Linked DNA regions of Sus scrofa: region 1 is linked to region 2. A link is a contact called in public HiChIP or PLAC-seq data. All regions are on one chromosome and are shown on one strand. Each heading gives the region's core, a stretch centred on a gene start, on an enhancer-like site or on the middle of the called end of the contact. The rest is flanking DNA. Distances are from core to core; before and after follow the strand shown.

Evidence for each region. HiChIP or PLAC-seq counts read pairs in DNA pulled down with a chosen protein or histone mark.
Region 1: a contact with region 2 is called in an H3K27ac HiChIP or PLAC-seq map of alveolar macrophages. The contact joins two enhancer-like sites. A contact is called at or near these places in 1 of 5 promoter capture datasets (fetal liver), 15 of 47 Hi-C or Micro-C datasets (blood, embryonic fibroblasts, epiblast stem cells and 8 more) and 2 of 2 datasets of contacts at active chromatin or transcription factors (alveolar macrophages and skeletal muscle).

The regions. Positions count from the first base shown.
Region 1 is chr14:55,193,322-55,196,173 of Sscrofa11.1, forward strand. No RefSeq gene overlaps it. Among named protein-coding and RNA genes, the nearest start is that of GPR137B, 13 kb to the left of the region's middle. Within about 2 kb of position 1,395, at least 7 of the 83 cell types and tissues checked have an H3K27ac peak or open chromatin away from gene starts, as enhancers often do. A contact at or near this core is called in alveolar macrophages and retroperitoneal adipose tissue, where this site is marked.
Region 2 is chr14:55,010,060-55,013,021 of Sscrofa11.1, forward strand. No RefSeq gene overlaps it. Among named protein-coding and RNA genes, the nearest start is that of EDARADD, 21 kb to the left of the region's middle. Within about 2 kb of position 1,687, at least 33 of the 83 cell types and tissues checked have an H3K27ac peak or open chromatin away from gene starts, as enhancers often do. A contact at or near this core is called in alveolar macrophages and retroperitoneal adipose tissue, where this site is marked.

The DNA of each region.
Region 1 (2,852 bases), core at 145-2,644, 180 kb after region 2:
CCCATCGTGGCTCAGTGGTTAACAAATCCTACTAGGAACCATGAGGTTGTGGGTTCCATCACTGGCCTCCCTCAGTGGCTTAAGGATCCAGCGTTGCTGTGGCTCTGGTGTAGGCCATTGGCTACAGCTCTGATTAGGCCCCTAACCTGGGAACCTCCACATCCTGCAGCCCTAAAAAGACAATGAATAAATAAATAAACAAACAAACTGGATTATCTCCCAAAGGCCCCACCACCAAGTACTAGCACACACACTGAGGGGTAGGACCTCCACTTTGAATTTGGGGGGACACTATTCAGTTCATTGTAGCACCAATAAAAGGAAGGAAGGGGAAAGCCCAGGAAAGGGGCTCAGGTGAGCTGGGGAGAAGGAAAGTCATAGGTGCTGAGATGCAGCTTGAGGGAGCCTGTGGGTAGGTGAACATCTATTCCCCTTTGCCCACAACAAGAGCACAAAGCCACACCGTGGCCACAGCAGCCTTGGCCTGACCAACAAGTGCTGACTCAGCAAGTCTGGGCCTCAGGAGCACTGCCAGCCTTCTGCTTTGCAAGCTCGACAATCAAGCTGTGATGCCCATGGCAGGGCAGTCAGAGCCCCCCAACCCGCTCAGGGCATGCAGCCTGAACCCTCTCCCAGCAGCGAGCTGGAGACATGGGGCCCCAGAGCAGGAGGCAGGTCACTGCATGCCCGGTGCTCAGCTGCTGGGGCAAGGGATGGGTCGGTCTGGGCTCCATCTGGGGTGGATAAGGGCTGTGCCTCATTGATTTAGTTTTTTGGGGTTTTTTTGTTTGTTTTTGCCTTTTTAGGGCTGCACCTGTGGCATATGGAAGTTCCCAGGCTAAGGGTCAAATCAGAGCTGCAGCTGCCAGCCTACACTACATTCATAGCAATGCCAGATCCGAGCCACATCTGAGACTTACACCGCAGCTCACAGCAACAGCAGATCCTTAACCCACTAAGATCAGGGGTCAAACCTGAGTCCTCATGGATGCTATTCGGGTTTGTTTCTACTGAGCCACAATGGGAACTCCTGTGTCTCACTGATTTAGATATAGCCTTGCGGATAGGGATGGCTCTTCCTGTCCACACTAAGTGATCACCCTCCTAGGGCTAGTGTGAACCCAAAATAAAATAATGCACAGGAGCTCTTAGCCCTGGATCTGGAAGAGCCCAGCCATTGGGAGTGGCAATAGGCGCCCATGCTGACGATTCCCCAATGGGTATAGTGGCCTGGGAGCTGTCTTCATATCAGTGGTGAAGGGGTTGTGCTAGCCTGTCCATCTCCTCTTATCTGGTTCCCTGTTACAACAAACGTGACTCAGCTGCAGGTGGCCCTGACATGAGCAGACACTTGGGAGCTGTGTCATTCCCCAGCTCCGGGACTGAGGGTCACGAGGTTAAAACGGAAGGAGAAGTGAATGTATCGACTTAGGGAGGCTCAAGAGACCAGCAGAAACTAGGAGTGTGAACAGCAGGAGAAAAGCTTGGCCAACAGCTAAATGGAGAGCACAGCTATTACAGGGTGTGTTGGCCATGAGCACAGACAGCAGGCAGGTTAAGGATCATCCCCAGGAGGTCAGAACATGAGGCGGTGGGGGTGGGGAGGGCCAAGGATGGAAATAGACTGAAGGAAAACCAGACAAGCAAACCAACAACCACAATCATTTTAAAGATGTTTGAATAAAACACTTTCATGCCTAGTATTTCATTCATTCCTAAGCCCATCCCCCATTAACAGATAACATTGTTCTAATGAGTGATGCAAGGTTCAGAGAGGCTAGGGGCCTTCCCTAAAGGTGCACAGCACACCTAGGGCAGAGCCAGCCGGGGAAGTCCCATATTTAGCCCTGAGCCACACGCATTGCTGCCCAGAGATCACGGGGATGACCCACCCCCACTGGCTCAGGGTGAGACCACGACAGCCCATTCCATGGGCTCTGTGGCCCCAGCGGTGGCCTTTGGAGCTGGTGGCTTTATGACCCATCACGTCCGCCTGTCCTTTGATGTGCAGCCAGGCACTGCCCTCTGGTCAGCTCAGTGAGGGTGGCAAGCCCAGGGCACCAGCTCTGTTCCACTTCGATAAAGCTGCTTCAGTGACCGCCCTGCAGAGGGGTTTAACCACAGTGCTGTTCTGGATTCGGTCTGGGTCGGGATCCCACGTGATGCTGCAATAGAGGCTGTGAGGATATCTCGATGCTGCCACCTGTGAACATGACCGAACTCAACTCAGGGAGTGAGGGACAGACCACGGATGTCCCCAGAGATGCTGATGCAACATGACAGAGACCTGGGTCTCGAGGAGCCCCAGACATGGGGACATCTGACAGGGGGAGCCCAGGCAGAGGGAGGCGCAACCTCTGGTAGAGAATCTGAGCTGTGTCACTGGCGGGGAGGCTTGGGGACAGTGGTGGCTCTGGTGGGAGACTGTCTGGGGCCCCCAGGGGTGAGAGAGGTCCTGGGCCTCTGGAACACACCCCAAACCATGGGGGCCGCAGGGAGAGAGAGCCAGCAGCCATGGACCAGGTACCACTGAGTGAAGATCTTACTCTTTAGAGACTATTTGTCAGGATCCTCTGAGCTGCAAATGTTGGAACCATCTCCATTACCTTAAGCACAACAAGGTGAGCGGAGGAGTCGTCCAAGCCCTGGGCTGGCAGAGGTGGGGCCGGCACAGAGGGACGGGGCGGGGCGGGGGGTGGGGGGAAGGTGAGACTCCAGACAGGCATCTTCTCCATCTCCTCAGGGTCAGCCTCTCAGGCAGGGCCGTGGCTGCTGCAGCTCAGCAGACACACCTTCAAGGAGCAGGCCAGGAGGGCGTGTCCATCCCACCCCAGGCATGGCTGAGAGCTGGG
Region 2 (2,962 bases), core at 437-2,936:
ATCAATAGGTATACCACAAGACCTCTCCTCTCCCTGGGCTATAAAAATAGATACCACACAGGGGTTGGCTCTCCCTGATTATCAGGAAGTTGTCCCACTGCACCAGCAGCATCCCTTATCTCAATAAACTCTACTTTCTCATCACCTCACTATGCTGGAAAATTCTTTTTTTTCTGACCCGTTTGCCCAGAACATTGCAGACACCTCTTGTGTCAGCAAGTGTCTTAGCCATAGTGGGTGCTCGGTAGTCCCATGTCTCAGAATCAGAATGGTTTTTACCACAACTTCCCATATCTGTGTGCAGATACAGATGAGCAAAGGAGGCCAAGAGATGAACAGCTGGCCTGAGGTCACACAGTTCTTTTCAGCAGAGCTGAAACAGCCCAGATATGTGGTAGGTGAGTGGTAACAGCCTTGGGCTCTGAAGTCAAACTGTCTTAGTTTAAGGCTCAACATTAATATTTAGTAACAGAGTTGGGGGCCAGTATAATGGATCACACCCAACTTATAAACTTACAGTGAAGGGTCCTGTGATAATCCAAAAGAAAGGCCAGCCATGTGGTATGTGAGCTTTCTGTAAATTCACTACCCTTAATGCCATTAATACTGAACAGCTTCTCTGTGTGCTGCTACCACACAACCTTCCAGGTCTTTCACCAATGTCTTAAAGGGTACCAGACTAGCCACTCCCTCGTATGCCTACTTGGCACTCAATTTTGAGCTACCCCCAGAGACAGCGCTTATCATCTGAGACTCTTTACATTAAAAGACAACCTTTATAGATCACACATCTCCCCCACACACAACTTCCTCTTACTTGCCTCAACTCTCCCAGAAGTCCCAAACTTTTTCCTTTGCTTAGTCTAAGATGGTATACAAGCCTCAGTCACTTGTCTGCCATCCTTTCATTTTCATTATGAAATTCCCATGCATTTTCATGCCTTATGTCAGTTTAATTTTCAAGGCCCCCAGCTGGAGAACCTAGTTGGGCAGAAAGAAGTGGTTTTTTCCTCCTCCACAGTCTGATTTAAATCAACTATTTATTGGGCTGACACAGGAGAAACTTCTGGGCTCTTTCTTAATCCAGCAGCCAACATCAGTAGAATATTGTCACTTGGGATTGGAGCATTTTACCACAACCTAAATTTGAACAGGGTCCATTCAGGGATTATATCTAAAGGAAGACTGAATAAAGCTGGGCATCTTCCATCCATGTTCACAGGTTGCTTCCATGCTCACAGGTTGTGGCTTCACGGGGCAGAAGTGTGAACAAGGCATCTTTAGGGAGGGAGGTCTCGGTCCTAGTGTCTGCAAACGTGGACCGTGCTGGGTGTCAGGTTTCTGAAAGCAGCCTCTGTTCACAGATCAAAAAAAGGAAAGCTCTGTTTTCGCAAAGTTCAGGCCAAATCCTGGGCCCTCAGGGCTGTGCAAGTTCGGAGCAGAATAAATGCAGTATTTAGAGCCTCTAAGCAAGGAGCGAGAGCCCTTCTGCGGCGTCAGGCGGGATCGGAAGGCGCCCCGGATACCCCGCCTCACTGGCCGAGGTGGAGCAGGAAGCCGGGGGAGACCCAAAGTCCCCTCACTTAGGCGCAGCCCCCAGTTTTTTCTCAGCCGACCCTCCCGCCTTCTCCCGCGAGGCCGCTCAGCCCTACAGCTCCCACAAGGCCGGCCGCTGAGGGCGTAGCTCTACAACTCAAAGGGGCGTGGTCGGTCGAAGGGGCGTGGCCGCGATACCAAGAAGTGAAAACTATGCTTCTCTCTCCCTACCCGGCTTCCCAATACTCGGGAGACTTCTCGAGGGACTGGTCCTCTGACCTCTAGAGTCACTCATCGTCCAGGAGCGTCGCCTGAGACTGGCACTCAGCGTGTGTCAAAGAGTAGGTTGGGGAGGTGCAGGGTGGGGACCAGGTTGCATTAAAGCTGCTGGGGGTTCTGGACTTCCTAGGGAGCCTGTCTGAGGCTCAGAATATTACTTGCGCTAGTTAGGGGAAGCCCTGGGGGAAAGCCGGGGCCCAGACCTCCACTGTGAGCCACAAACCAACAAAACTGGGGAAAAGCCCAACCTTTGAGATGCTTAGGTTATGAAGATGAGCAGGAAAGATGATAGCCAAATGGATGGGATGTCTGTGGACCAGTGCTAAAACTTTTAGATCTGTCCTTCAGAATTCTTTACGTGTCACTCAAAGCTTTTGTCTCTTTTTTTTTTTTTTTTTTTTTTTTTTGCCTTTTGTCTTTTTGTCTTTTGCTGTTGTTGTTGTTGTTGTTGCTATTTCTTGGGCCGCTCCCGCGGCATATGGAGGTTTCCAGGCTAGGGGTCGAATCGGAGCTGTAGCCACCGGCCTACGCCAGAGCCACAGCAACTCGGGATCCGAGCCGCGTCTGCAACCTACACCACAGCTCACGGCAACGCCGGATCCTTAACCCACTGAGCAAGGGCAGGGACCGAACCCGCAACCTCATGGTTCCTAGTCGGATTCGTTAACCACTGCGCCACGACGGGAACTCCAGCTTTTGTCTCTTTATGCCTTGTATTGTGTCCTGGGAGAGCTCCTGGTCTTAGTTTCCAGCTCTCTGGTTTGGTTTTTAGCAGTGCCCATTCTGCTACTGAGCCCACATCTTGAAAAGTTTTATTTCAGTGGCTGTTTGTATCTCCAAGATCACTGGTTAATTCCTTTTTTTTTTTTTTTTTTCTTTTTGGCCATGCCTCACAGCACATGGAAGTTCCCAGCCCATGGTTGTAATCTTGCCACAGCACAGATAAGGCCAGATCCTTCACCCATTAGGCCACCAGAGACCTCCATATGGTTAATTCTTTTCATAACTGCCTGCTCTCATTTCATGATATAATATTCATCCTCATTCCTATGATTATTTTAATTAAGCTGACTTTAATGTCCTGATTACTTAAAAAAAATTTTCCTCAGGTGTAAATTCTCTCTTTAAAAAAAAAAGAAAGAGAAAA